2 separate regions of the Zea mays genome follow, and region 2 is linked to region 1. Evidence: chromatin contacts called from public Hi-C data. All regions are on one chromosome and are shown on one strand. Each heading gives the region's core, a stretch centred on a gene start, on an enhancer-like site or on the middle of the called end of the contact. The rest is flanking DNA. Distances are from core to core; before and after follow the strand shown.

Region 1 (7,622 bases), core at 2,135-4,634:
TAGGAGGATCAAGGAGTAGTTCGCATGGCCAAGCTGATTACGATGTGTCAGATTGGGTGAGTGTTAATACAAGTCAAGAAATGACATTAGTGAAAGATTGGATCGCTGCTGAAGTATCGTTGTAGTCAACAAGTAGTAGTGTTAGTGAAGTTAAGTCTGTTTTGTTTTCGTATTTGGTCCGTTTGCACAAATTACTAACAGTTTTGTAATTGTACAAGATTATTGATAAAGGAACCTATAATGGAGCTATTTTTAGAATTTGTGATTCAACAAGTGTGGGTAGTGTGATGTTCCTCAGTGGATGTAATGAAGTAGTTAGATGAATATGATTTGTGTTGTAATGTATTGTGGTACTACTCTCTAGTATTATGATGTAATGTACACCCTCTGGTGTACTATTAATTGTCGTTTAGGATAACGACATGGTCTCTAAAATATAACTTTGACCAATGTTTTTTATTAAAATGCAAATAAACTTTTAATACATTTATTCTTTTATAAAAGTATTTTTAAGACAAATCGGTGCATATAAATATTAGGTTTTAAAACTAAATAATAAAATAGTTATTTGTAGTCAAAATTTTATAAGTTTGGTTTCAACCTTGTCCAAAACAACAACTAATAAGACCATGTTCCCCTTGTATTTTCACTGGCGGAGTGAAAATAGCCCCTTTCCACTAACGACTGTGTTAAGTGATCCGCCAGTGGAATCAGATCCTTTTCGTTGACGGTTATGTTAAGTGAACCGTCGGTGCAAATATGTTTCATTAACGGTTACTTAAGCCGGTCTCATCTGTTTATTTTCAATGACGCACGATAACTGAAGCTGTCAATAAAAATTTATATGTACCGCTAGTTTAGAGTTCTTTTTCTACTACTGGCATATGTCAGCAGGGCTCCTCGTGTTGGGGGAGATGTGCGGCACGGAGGCGGCGTGCGCGGTGCAGACCTGCGACAACTACCCGGGGAAGCAGCTGGAGGGGTGCGACTACCGGAGCGCGCCCAAGAACGGCGTCAACTGCGTGCTCCACCTCCTGCGCACCGACGATAGGTTGAGCTGCACGCCGCACGCGTAGGCCGGCCGGAGCCTTGGACGGATGGACCCGAGGACTCTGCGTCTGATTGGTTGAGCCAGCTGGCCATGTATGGTCATTTCTGACGTATGTGTAGATACAGGTGAATGATCTTAGAATGACTTATTTTATATTTACTAATGTAGTTACCGTTCCTTGCGTACAGTCAACCAAACAGACGTTCAGTCAAAGTCAACGCACGCAATGATTTAGAATGAAATGGTACGGGTAACCAATTAGGTGGTCTGTGGACGAGGCGAGACGGCGATCATGTCGCAGCTAACACAACGACCGCGTGCGCCTTAGTTGATATGAATAAAATGACATTGAGGGTGTGTTTGATTTGGCTTTCGGTGTTGGCTTTTGTCCCCTAAAAGCCAAAAGCCAAACCAAAGGGATGGATCCAAGAAGCAACTTTTTTTTTCTTCTAAAAGCCGACTTTCTCGCGGTGCAAAACTAAAAACATACTTGGACCTGCTTTTAGTGGCTTTCAGATAGAACTGTGAAAACATATATCGAAAAACTTTTAATGGTTTTTATGGTTTCCACCAAACGGGTTTTAGCTTTTTAACAGCTCACCGCCCACAGGAGTTTTTCCCACAGTTCCCAGGTAACAACAGTTTTTTCCACATTCACAGCCCAACCAAACAGACCCTAAATAACATATCACCAGTGAACTAAGTAACTGCAGCAGTGTGAACCATGTATGACTTGCTCGCTTTTGTTTCAATCGAGGGGATAAAAGGAGTCGAAATTCGAAAACAAGTGTGCTGTTTGCTTCGATGCAACAGGTGAGATGTGTGATGTCACGCATGACAATCGCGAGAAATTAAATAAGATATTCAGTACAAACAAACCATCACTTCTCTGCAATCGTGAAAACCCCGTTAAAACATTATGTAGAAGTTTTAGTTTTTTTTTGAAATTATACGCAGGCATGTTGCATATATGGATTCACATTCTTGCATTATGGATGGATTCAAGCGCTGGTGTCAATAGAACACATCATCGGCAGCCGGCAGGGGCAGCTACCCTTTCACCTCGTCAATAGAACACATCACTTGGCCGCCAGTTGCACGAGCTCAGGCTACGCATGCATCTGGATTCTTGGCAGGGCAGCAACGCAACTTGCGTGGACGATGGCCAGTAGCCGAATGAATGCTAATGAATGACCGAAACATTGAAACAGTGCCGTGCTCACCAGATTCAGTGTGAAACTGTTGACTCGATCGCCACTTTGAACGATGGGAGTGGTCTACGTTGGCAGCGAAATAAAAGCGGTCGCACGCAGGACTCGAGAATGTGTGCCACATGCAGCTGATGCTGCCAACTCTGCGCCGCGTCGCGCATGCAAAAGTCCAAAGAAGCAACTCGACGACATGCAGAAAAATGGCGAGAGCCGGCCGCATGCAAAGGAATTTTAAGGTGTAGTTTAGTTCATATATTTGTAATTTAATAGATAACAGATAACGTTAAATCATGTTTGTTTTAGTCCAACCGTAATTAGATACCACATTAAAATTTGATATCAGCCTATTCAAATTTGTTACCGCCACTAATCGAGCCGAAACCATTATCATTTGCGTTAAATTTTTTGAACCAAACAAGACAACACAATTGCATTGCACGCTTGATTGGAACATATGCTATTTTATAGGAGGTGGATGAGTTGCGACCTATAGTTGTAGAGGCTACACAGGACATGTACAATGGGTGTCTTAAGTTATGTCTTACAGTGTGTTTAGTGGGTGAATGTAAAAAAACTCGAGATATGTATCTTGACAAAGACATAGTGTCTTAGCTCTATGTTCGAGACAGGAGACTAGCTGATTGGTCACTTTAATTTATTGAATTCTCTAATTGGTACAATGAATATGGTAAGATACATGTTTTAGACATGACCACTGTATTATGTTGTGTTTTAGTTGTGTCTTATAATTAGAGTACTGTGCAACAGTGTCTAGGTTGTACATGCCCGCAGTATTTGCTGCAGGTGATCATAGACTTTTTTTTCTCGGGCTCGTGGATGAGGATCTAGCCTGGCGAATTGATTACCGTTAGAGTGCGGGATTATCAACTTGATTTGTCTTTAAGCTAGGGTGCTTCTTAAGCTGAAAGAAATTTCAAAAACTTGTATCCCTCGTTTGAAATTATTATTAAAATCTTCCTTTATAAAAAAAGAAAAAACGGTCATCATCTGCCCGTCTTTCTAAGGATTAGGAAGACGAAAGCTACGTCAGGTACGATACGGATTCGGCGGGTCAGAGGAAGCGGCGTATGCGTATATGTCCGGACAGTATAGCTGAAGAGTGAAGACGCATACGCCGTCAGCTCAGCACTCAGCTGGTAATATAATGCCAATCAGCTGGTCCGCCTTGCTCACAGAAAAATCAAATCTTTCTCGCAGTTCACACACGGGTCACGGCCGGGACAACCATGGCGGCGGCTGACTCCACTAAGCTCTCCCTCGCCTTCGTCCTCCTCCTCTCCGGTACGTATATATGCTCGGTTCCATGCATCGATCCATCGAGTTCGAGACTCGCGTGATCAGTGATGCATGCGCGGATCATCAGACTATTCTTGCGCACGCATGTTTCTCATTAATTGGACATTCTTGAAGCTAGCTAGCAGTGTACGTTCTGATGACCTGTGTGTGAATCGATCGATCTCTATTGTTCTCGCTCAGCGCTCGTCGTGCTCGGCGAGGTCGGAGGAAGCATGGCAGCCGACTGCTCGACGCTCCGGTGCATCCAGGGCGGCTACATCACCTGCGACAACTACCCGGGGAAGCAGCTGGACGGGTGCGACTGCGTCTGCGCGCCCGACAACGGCCGGAACTGCGTTCTCCACCTCCAGTCCGGCTCCACCTACAACTGCAGCCGCAGCAACAAGGGATAGCTAGCTAGTCGATCTCGACCAGTCTTCGACAATAATAATGCTTCAAGCTGTACGCTGTCGAATAGTAACAGTTGTGCTGAAACGACCGGGTGATGCGCAAATAATTTGCAATAAAACTATTTCTCTGTTGTGTTTTAAAGACACTTTAGCCTTAACTACTCTTCTATAAATAGATTCCATGGTTCCTCAATATGCTAATTGCTGAAATGAAGACTGTAGACAATTAATAAGCAAAAATGTAGGCGCAAACTTCGGAAAGTCAGGCAAGCACATCTACTTCATACTAGAAGCATCAAGTCCTTCTACAAACGACTAAGAAAAAGTCTGGTATAGTATTTGCTATTCTGAACATTACATAATTGAAGCAGCGCCACTGAAGTCTTACTTTGCAGTTTCCTTCACTACATGCCAGCTATTTGAGTACTTTGGAGTACCATCGGTGCCAGGCCGTTGCTGAAAAATCACACGTTTATAAGTCATCAAAACTCCGAGAAAATAAAATTTAAAAAATAGAATGGGCATGAAAAGTCTGAAAAATGAAACCTGCAAGCGGGCACGGATGACCTGCATGCAGATTACAAAAACCTTCAATCGATATGTTCAATGAGAAGGTAGAATATACTTATGGAGTTTATGAGAATATAAGTAAGAGTAAGAGCAAAGGAAATTGCCTGGTAAGGATAAGTAAGTAGAATAGCAGCTACTTTAATTTTGAACCAGCCCCAAGTGCCGCGAAATCGATGGAATTTAGCTAAGTATGAAGAGTGAAGAGAATGGAATATTAGGCAAGGTAGTAAATACCAACAGGATAGTATTTATATCTACAATTCTGCATATGTTATGGGTGGAGTCAAACCATATGATACTGCACGAACTATTTTCATAAAGCTGCTATATATGTCATCTCTGGCTTATATATATGTCATGACAAATGTTCAAACGTGTATATAAATTGAGACATAGGTTTTTGTCAGAAATTCCCTGAGTTTAGGATGACATATATATAAGCCAGATAAACTAACAAAGGTAGCACCATTGCGAAAAAAAAATGCATGCATTGTGTTGCCGCATTTATCTCGTTACCCTGTTTCAACCTGACTAGGTGACCGGGCCGGGTAGCAAGTTAGCAACACAAAACGTCTTCCAGTATACTATGGCATTTTTGGGAAATGTTTTGTTTATTGTTGTATAAACCACTTAAATAGAAATTTGCATCAGCTTCAATGCAATTTATTTTATAGGAAAATCCCGTGATATTTTGGTATGTTCTAGTGGAATTATGGATTTGTGGTTTGACCAACTGACAACATATCTATTTATTTTACAGGCAATTGGTAAATCGTTCAACATCACACCTTTAGTATGAATAATGTGGTATTTATTACTTATTATTTGCATTGACCACAAGAAGTATTATTACATCACTTTTATATCTGATTCGAGTTTTATATGGCATATCTGAAGCAAAGTATCAGGACCAGGCAAGCTACCTCTACTTTCAAAATCTATAAATCATTGGTAATGCAGTTTCAAACATGCAACCTATAATGTGGATACATGATCAAGCACATTGAATTTGACACAAGAAACTTGAAACTTGGTTGCATACTGATTAGAACAACAGCTTTTATTGTTTAGCAAGAAATAAAAATTGAAAAGGTTTGTGTAAATGTGCAAGGAAGAAAATTTGAAACGGACAATGTCCATGACTGCAACATTGTTTGAGTCGAATACAACATGGTGAGACAAGATTTGTAGACAAAGGTATCTTGTATAGACAAGAATAACCTGTTGACTGCTATACAGCATCTTATTGTAAAACTAACAAAGAACTCCTATTGATATTTTGTGCGGCAAATACCCGTCCTGTGAGACCTTTTCAGCTCATATGACCAATCCATCAGCAATTATCGCGTTCTTCAGTACGACAGTGATGCCAGATCGAATGTAGAAGCCTTCGGAAGTTCTATCAGCTTCATCTACACCCTGTGAAATGTTACACCCAGCCAGATTTGGTTTAGAGTTGATGATACATTCTATGAAGAGGTATGCATTAGAAAAAAAATAAAAGAGCAATGCGGGCAGAGAGAAAGAAGATCCTACAACTTGCGATAAACACATACATTGTACCCATCTTATTTTGTTGAAAATTGCAAAGTGATCTGACTGATTTCAGATAGTTTGCTAGTCACGGTACAGCTATATATTGAATAAAGGGGTAGAGATCAACTTACTTCAGAGTTGGAGATTACCACTTTCTTCCCTATCCTCGCATTCTTGTCTATGATACACTTTCTGCAGAGAGCAAAAGGGAAGATATTAGGATTGAATAGTAAAAGATGATGTCAAAGGAGTTAGTGGTAGAAGCAAAATATGCATTCATACTGAATCGTTGTATTCTCTCCAATCCCAATAGGAACTTTTCCTTCTGCAAGCAGCTCTCCTCTTTCCACGGCAGTTTCATAATAATCAGCGCCAAGCATTACAGTATCCTGCAGGGAAAAAAGATGAAAAGATACATTAGCCGCTAACTACAGAACATTGGACCAAATCTATGACAACTAATACTTGTTTCTCTATATCTGTGTAATGAAATACTCCAGGCAACAAAGGAAGAGATCTAGCCTTGAGGTGCACATTGGAGCCTATCCGAGAACGAACTCCAACAACACTATGTTCTATCCTGCAGTTATCCAAGAAACATCCGTGGGAAATGATTGAATCAGTGATCTGCAGTGACACCAACGTGTTAGAAGGGGACACATTAACCAGATAGGATAAATGAATGCCCCAAGTATCAAAATAAGTAAGCAAAGGCAGGGAACCATGGTACTAATAATTAATAACAAACGTGAAATAAATAATATAATATAGTGCAAAAAAGGACAATGTGATGACTCATTTTAGTACAGATAGACGGCATAACACCTTACTATTGTTGACCATAGATGGTGGTAGGTTTCTCCGTGATGTATACATTGGTTTGTCAGCATCGTAGAAACTGAACCTTGGAGGCTGCATAGTTCAATCAAAGGTGAGCAAAAGAGTTCAATGTTTCACAATCACTGCAACACCACAAACATTCAAAAGAATAATGCCAGAGCTGAGAAAATGAATGAACACTTGTGGTAGAAGGGTTTGCTTCAGTACTTTTCTAGAGAAATATAAAAAACGTAAAGCAAAGCAGTACAAAGAGTTACTCGAAGAGTTTGCAGAAAGCCAGTAATCATTAAACACGTACCTGTTCAGCAAGAGCAAGGTTTGCCTCAAAGAAGGACTTAATAGTTCCAATATCTTCCCAGTAATCATTGAAAAGATAAGCCTGAAATGTCCATCATAATATCAAGTCAAGATTTTGGGACAAGATTATGAGGCAGGATGAATACATAACTAAGATGGTGATATGCCTGTCTTCAAATAGTGCAAGATTTGCAGCGCAACTGTAACTTAACAAGTGAAGATGTTGCTGAAAAAGTTCTTACATACTAGCATGCATGCCATTTTTTTGTCGAATGTTCTGCATGGGGCATGGCATATTAAATTTCCGACTGTTTGTTAGCAGGAATGCAAATAGCAAAGTGATGCGATCCTGTTTCCTTGAACTATGCAACCATGCTTAAACAGTGTAATTGCTACTTGGAATCCAATATG
Region 2 (7,622 bases), core at 3,772-6,271, 220 kb after region 1:
AATGAAGAGGGACCAAAATCCTAGTATTTGTCTCTAGTGGACGTCGTCGATCTTTTTCTTATGCAAATGCAGTTCGTCGATTAGTTCTAACTAGAGCCAATTTAGTTCATGTTGATTCATCAAAGTCCCATAGGAATGTTACAAATAATAATATGCTCAAGGAGTCAGCTTTGAACCATATCTCTTTTGAGAAGATATCCCCAAAGGCTATGTCAAATTCACCTTTCTCTGGGAGATTTCATAACTTTGTGAATTTAGCGAAGAACACACAATCATCATTCATTGTGAAAGGCTCAAGATTTGAAAATTCAAATTCTAGACAATTAATGGGTTTTCGTAACAGGTAATTCATGAGCAATAATGTTGCACTTGATTCTAGCCCATATCCAGTCATAAAGAATATTGCAAGACAGTGTTGGAGGTCCAAAATGGACTCCCAGAAATCTAAGGTGCGTGCTAGTGAATTAAATTCAGTCCATTTTCTTATTAATCAGTGGCTAGAGAAATGCTTATCATTCAATGTGTGGGGTAATTACAATCATGAATGCAATCAGCGTATATCATGGACTGCTTTCCACAAAAGTGCTCAAAAATATGATTCATTTACAAATTCCTTTAAATACATCAACTGGTCGTCTATGCCATAATCATGGTTCAGAACAAATACGATCTCGCTGACATGTGGACCTTCATCGTTGCCCGGTATACTAGTTTTGCTAATTTCGCCAAGGCGTGTTCTTTGAGAAGTGCTTCTCCACTTTCTAGAAACCTTACCAAACCCTCCTCCGACGATCGCTTCCCGACTCAATCGCCATTGTCGATGCCAAGCTCGCTTTCGCCAAAGGAAGCTCCTCGTCGGTAGTCAAGGCAACAATCAGCGCTGGAACTGGACACAAAGATGGCATATCATTTTGTCGACCCTGCTCCATTTCTTACCCAAGGCTTCATAGCGGAACAAGTTGCTCATCAAGAAATAATGGTACGTGATGCTACTCGCCCCCAGTCGATGACTCGGGAAGATTGGGGGATAGTCTTGGTTAATCCTCTCCTAGAGCATGAAGTCAACTTTCAAGTTCTTGAAGAAATGGTGCAGGAATATTTGGTGGGTTTCAGAAATCTCCAGGTTAGAGCAATCCAAAGAACTCATCTTGGTCAAGCTCTTGTAAGATTTAGATATGTATTTGATAGATATAATCTAGTAGCGTTGGGGCCCCAACAAGCTCTGGGTTTCACATTCACTGTTATCACACATAATGAGGCTTGGAATCAGCAGGCTCTGAATTTTAATCATGAATGTTGGATTATGCTTCTGGGTTTTCCTCTTGATTTCTGGGCACATGATCATATACAAAATGCCATCGGTTCATTTGGAAGAGCCATTATGTGGGACCCTGATCCATCTAATGTGACAAGGCTTTCATTCCGAGTTAGGGCTACTTCATTACAAGAAGTCCCATATTTTATTGTGTTCTCGGTTGTTGAGGGCTTCAATGGAGCATCATGACAATTCAATGTGAGATTGTTCAACAGGCCATGCTTCGAGCACTACCACAAAATGAAGATCCAGTATCACCTTACCCTTTTGGTGGCTCGTAGATACCAATTGGTTACTTTGATATGTCCCAGCCAGTGGTTCACCCTCATTTTGACCTTAACCTGCCTCCACCTAAAGGGGTGCCTCTGACCAATGAAAATATAGAGAATGAAACAAATACATGATGGCATGAATGGATAATTCCTTAGGTTCCAGTACAAGCCCATGATGATAATGTTGCTGAGAACAATGAAGAACGATTCATCTATCAATTGTCTAGCCTATAGGATCTCCTATCCTCTGGTGATTCTATTGGGTTCCTAGATGGGCTTGTTAACCCATCTCAGCCCTAGATACAACCAGAAGAAATGCAAGATCAAATTGAGGCAGTAATAGCTTTGCCAGTCGTGCCTCTATGGAACGAGGAGGTGGAGGGAAACCAGAAACAAGATGCTGCGAATATGCAGATTGATGATAACATTCAGGTGGGCCTGGTGCGACAAATTAATCTACACAATGCTGACCTAGCCTATGAAGAATACCTAGCTAGAAAGCGTTATAGCACTTGGGCTGGAGAAGTGCCCATGTTTGGGGCAGATGACATGGTGAGAGTGCCAAAAGTTTGGGCCAATTTCTTTATGGGCCTGCTTCTGAACCCATACTCTTTTGATTGGGCTAAAAAGTTTCTAAATTCAAATGCAGTCATGGCCCTAGTGGAACCAAACATGGAAACAATACCAATACAAGTACCTAACAAGTGCCTCCCTCCCACTGGCTCTAAGGAACTGTTAGGGAGCCAGGCAACTCAAAGCACCGAAGTAAGTCAAAGGAAAAAAAGAGAAATATTATGATGGATATAGAGGTTAGAAGGATCATAAGACTCAAAGAAAAATCTAAGGGGTTTAAAAGATGCACAAGATCTCATAAATGTTGCTCAACATGCTCCAACAATGCCCCCCACAATCTCTTCGAAGGAAATTTAAAAATTAGGAGAAGGATTTTGAAAAATAGCACCCAAGGTTGTTGTCGACAAACTCGGTGTCGTTGTCTGCTTGTATGATTTTAATTGGAAGATTAAACTAAGTGTGAGCATAAGCATGCAAATTAATGAGCATGGCATGAACATCAGATTCCTGTTTCAAAGGAGAAGTCCAAGAAAGTGAGTAAAATCATCAAGCAGATGAAGGTAATATTTAAAACCAGAATTACTAATAAGAGGATATGTTCCAACATCACAATCAATTAACTCAAAAGGACCCTAGATGATGATACTGATGAACCAAAATATTGGATCTTGTGAAATACAAGGTTTTGGAGTTGATCGGAGGATTCAGTGGCACGAGGGTCATATTATTGTTTCAATATTCGACGAGACTTTATTCATATCATCAATTGTATCGACCAAGGCTACTAGCGAAGAAAACAATAGAAAAAATGATAGAAAATCATTTCTTTTTTCTTTTAGGGCTAGTTTAGAAACTTAAATCCTCTTCGGGATTTCTGGAGATTGAGGGGGAAATGATGAGCTAATTTTCCACCTAATCCCCGGGAATATTAGAGGGAATTTAAGTTTCCAAACTAGCTCTTAGGTTTTATTTTCACATGTAATTTGAGAATAGAAGTTTTAATAAAACCCTCCCTCCCTCCGGTTCAGAAAAAAAAAACAATTACAGACGCACGCATCTGCTACGTGCGAAAACATGTAGCACGGAAGCCTGCGTACGATGCAGCTTATTGGCCTTTTAATCCGAGGCCCATTAGGCTTCCACCACAAACCACAGTACGTGTGCTACGCTAGCAGCCCATGGCCTTGTTTTTGTCGATGTTGGGCTTGGACACGACGGTGCCATCGTTGCCGGCGAGCGCCTTGTACTTGTCCTTGCGGGTGAAGCTGGTGCACTCGTAGGACAGCGTGGACGCGATGAGCCGCTGGATGTAGTTGGCCACCTCGTGGCTGCTCTTGCCGCCGCTGCAGGTGAGCTCGGCTGGGAGCTTGTTGAGGAACGTGACCACGTACCCGGGGCTCGGGTTCATGAAGAAGTAGAAGGGGTCCAACCCCTTCCACCCGCGCGCCGTTGTCCCGTGGAACATGCTCATCTGGTTCTCCATGGCCACCGGCACGATCTCGTCCGTCAGCTCCGCGAACAGCGCCGAGAAACGGAGCAGGAACGGCTCGCGGCACGTCGTCCCCTCGGGGCAGATCACCAGGTCGCCCTCGGTCAGGAGGCGCCGGATCATTGCCGCGTCCGCCGCGCGGTCACGGGTCAGGCGCACCGTGCGGATAGGTGACAGGATTTCCGACAGTCGCGAGACCTGTTGAGAAATCAAAATCATAAAAAAATGGATATATATATCAGTGAGGTGTTGGTTGATCAGTGGATTCTTTGATGTGACTTGCATGACATGCGGCATCCAAGTCGCATGACAAGTACGTACCGAGTAGGTGACGGCGGTGATGGGGCGGCCGAGGGCGGTGGAGAGGAAGATGGGGTCGAGGAGGGTGCGGTGGGAGCAGATGAAGAGCACGCCGGTCTGGCCCGTCTCGCGGCTGGCCGGCGGCGGAGGGTTGCCCTTGATGATGACGCGGACACCGAGGGCGCGGAACGCGTGGTACACCACGCGCATCGGCAGGAGCGCGCCCGCGGCGATGCGCAGGCACGCGAGCAGGAACCCGATCGGGATCCAGAGCACGGTGAGCAGCGCGAGCGCCGGGGACGGCTTCTGCACGAGCCGGCCGTCGTGGAAGACCACCGGCTTCGGCAGGTCCTCGCGTGGCACGGGCCTCAGCTTGGGCGCGGCCGGCACCACGTAGCCCTCCTTGCACAGCCTCATGAACGGGTAGTCCGTCTTCCTGTCGCCCAGGCCGACCTCGGGCGCGGCGTCGTCGCCGAACACCCTCCGGAGCGCGTCCGCCTTCTGCTCGCCGACCAGGACGCCGGGCGAGCGCACCATCCCCGTCGCGCGGCCTCGCCACACGACGAGCTCCGTGCCGACGACAATGTCCGTGCCGATGTACTCCTTGAGGAACGCCTCCACCATGATCCGCGGGTTCGCGGTGAGCACGCACCGGCGGCCGCACGCCGAGAACACGCGCCACGACTCCGGGTGCAAGTCGGCGCAGTAGAACTTGGGCAGCACCGCTCGCGCCACGGCCTCGATGTCCGCGACCCTGGCCCCCGCCATGGACGCGAAGATGAGCACCTGGATGCCCGCCGGCTCGGACACCAGGTAGTAGAGGAGGCCCGCGAGCGGCGCCAGCGCGATGAGCAGCAGCAGCCGCAGCACGCCGCCGGTCTCGAACGCCATGTGCGCGAAGTACGGGAAGGAGCTCGCGCCGCACAGCAGCGTGCCGTCCAGGTCCGCCACCACCGTGTCGCCCGATCGGTCGTTAGAGGAGCACTTCTCCACCGTCGGGAACGGCGAGGCAGCCATCACCGTCGTCGTCGCCCCCATGATCTCCAAGCCCTCCGGAGTCCGGAGCTAGCTAGCTAGGTAGGCAGCTGCTAAGCGCGCACCAGAAAGCACCAAGCGTACTACACCACTCCCCCTCCTTTGGCGCGCTTTCTGGTGTGTTTTGCATGCGGACCTTGCGCTTTTCCATGGCTGCATGCTTTATATAGAAGCAGCGAGCTGCAAAGGACAGAAATTCAAAAGAATTGCTTAATTGTGGAGTGTATAGAAGAAACCGAGGAAAGCGCCGCACGAAGCGAACAAGCACACTACGTCGATGGGAATTGCGAAGGTTTTCCAATGCTCCAAGGGAGGGCTTCTTAGGAACCACCGGTAGCGTTGTTTTACATGGGTGTAGAGCATCGGCATAGTCGCCATGGAGTGAAATTTTGTTGTCTCTAGTTGAAGGAGACTTATGGTTTGTTTGGTTAATTTGGTGCACTATGATTAAGTAACGGCAATAGCTCCCTCACAGTAACATTTATTTGGGGGGTCGTTCTTTCAGGTATTCCTGCTAGTAGACTATACTACTACTCTTGTGGCAGTAGTACTAGTAGTTGCCAACCGGCGTTTGCATGTTTTGCATTTTATTGCAATTATAAATCTGAAGACACTTTATTTAAGGTCGATCATCTTTTACGGTAGATGTTACAAAACGGTTTTGCATCTTCTAAAACAACCTTCTTAATGATTTTACGTGAAATTTTTTAATGCATTGACGGCGACCATTTTACATCAATACGATTCTACAACAATATCAGTATCTCACATACTATTATTAATCAAGAGGATAAAAAGTGGGCCGGCGATAATCTTCTATTCAATCTTAGTACAACATTATTACAAAAAAAGATATTATGCCCCAAGAAGATCTATAATTGCTATATTAATAAAAAAACAAACTACAATGTTGGATTTTACGATAATGGGCTTGGGGACCTCTTTGTCCTAATGTGTCATGCCCTAACTATGGTCATGATGGAGGAGTATCACGACTGTGGAATGAGATGGTGATGCAGTGCTTCTGTGCCTATCAAGCTTTAGGCTGCTAACAGATTCTAGGGACATTATGGTCTTGGATTGGGGCTTTTTTTGGGCCTAAGCTAATGTTGGGACGTTCACTTGGGCTAAGGCTAGGCTAGGGTTCCCCTTTGGACAAGAATCCCCATGTTCTAGTCGAGCTCCTGAGAGACTGTGGCACTTGCCTTCTTGGGCTTGCTCTTCTAATATCATGGGCCTCCTTGAGGAGGCCACTTTTAGGATGTCGAGCTATCCCTTTTTGCTAGAGGGTACTCATGAGCATATCTGATGGGTATGGCCCTTAGCTAATTCGAAGAGTTAGCCAAGAGGTTGCTAGGGATGTCGTGTCCTTCACTCGAGGACTTAGTATGGCTCTATGTTAGACTCTTATCATGGTCACAATGTTAGGTTAACACGCATGAAGCCTTGTTGCCTATGTAGCCCATGACGTCCCTGTGTAAAAATGGATGACAAGATGTTGGTCATTGATGGGGTGAAATGACATCACACACAAGCAACAACAAAGTGAGGGGAGTCACAATATCCACTAGGATGGGGTTGGCATGAGAAAAGAGGAAAGACATTCATGGGAGAATAAGGAAATGCAAAAAAATGCCATGATGGCATGCCACATGAACATGTAACGCATGTGTGGCTAGCTTGGAGCTACAATACAGCCCCCAATAAGTTTAAGGCCTAAAATCCATTTTTAAAGTTCGTGGACTTAAGTGACACTCTCTTACATGTTTTAAGACCCTCTTGAGACTAAAGTTTCGTTTGAGAGGGAATATCCACAAAAATAGCTCTAGATTCTAGTGTGCTATCATAGGGAATTGTATTTCTTTCTCTTCTAAAATGTACTAGCAACTTATGAAGTTTGAAAATTAGTTTAGTTAGTTGTAAATGATTTATAGCATGGAGTTAGAGTCAAGAGAAATTGTCCCAAATATGTCATAACTTCAAGACAAGGATCCAAGAGGCCTAGAGCGTGCTTCTTTTTATTCTAAATAATAAGTAGGTGTATGGTCTTGTCGGTATTTAAGAGGGGGTGAATTAAGTGTCTATTTCAAAATCAAAACCGATGGATTAAAAATAGCACTAGAAAAAAACATAAATTACTATAATATGATTTGTACTTAAGATTTTTTTCTATTATACTAAGAGTTTTGCAACCTAAAGCCAACCCTACCAACTATAGCATGTATTTAATCTAAGAATGCAAAGGTCACACAAACAAAGTATCTATGGAAGCAATAAATACGGTAAGTAAAGTGTTAAGGATAGAGAGGGTAAACTCTTGGAGATGTAATGATGTGTCAAGTGGTATAAATTGCCAAAACTCAACCCCTAGTCCATCATGGAGCTCCACTAGCATATGCTACCAATCACCAATTTCTTCTATGCATGGTGTTGGATATGCTACACAAGGCATCAACCAAAAAATCTAGTGATATGAGTCATACATTATCACCATATCCACACGATTGTATCCAGTGTGTGGGAGTCCAAGCAACATACCAAGGCAAATAGTAGACTTTTCCAAGAGCTCATACACCCAAGTGCTTAATAGAATCACTCGGTGATTAGCATAGGTGCTTTGCGAAGTGCTTAGGTTAGT

The links. Hi-C and Micro-C count contacts between places; a contact is called where the count stands out from the background.
Region 2: a Hi-C map of ear shows a contact between it and region 1, with 2.4 times the contacts expected there. The contact joins the promoter of LOC103643973 here to the promoter of LOC100275716 in region 1. A contact is called at or near these places in 2 of 25 Hi-C or Micro-C datasets (ear and tassel).

What each region holds. Positions count from the first base shown.
Region 1 is chr1:280,053,089-280,060,710 of Zm-B73-REFERENCE-NAM-5.0, forward strand. LOC100275716 reads left to right here and starts at 3,385. Exons shown (of 2, transcript XM_008667143.3): 1 at 3,385-3,564; 2 at 3,760-4,126. The coding sequence starts at 3,510. The coding sequence ends at 3,971. LOC100101531 (plastid ADP-glucose pyrophosphorylase large subunit) reads right to left here. Exons shown (of 15, transcript NM_001112547.1): 10 at 7,213-7,293; 11 at 6,900-6,986; 12 at 6,597-6,701; 13 at 6,357-6,463; 14 at 6,206-6,266; 15 at 5,826-5,957. The coding sequence ends at 5,856.
Region 2 is chr1:280,276,358-280,283,979 of Zm-B73-REFERENCE-NAM-5.0, forward strand. LOC103643973 (glycerol-3-phosphate acyltransferase RAM2) reads right to left here and starts at 5,022. Exons shown (of 2, transcript XM_008667146.1): 1 at 3,971-5,022; 2 at 3,148-3,847. The coding sequence starts at 4,987. The coding sequence ends at 3,329.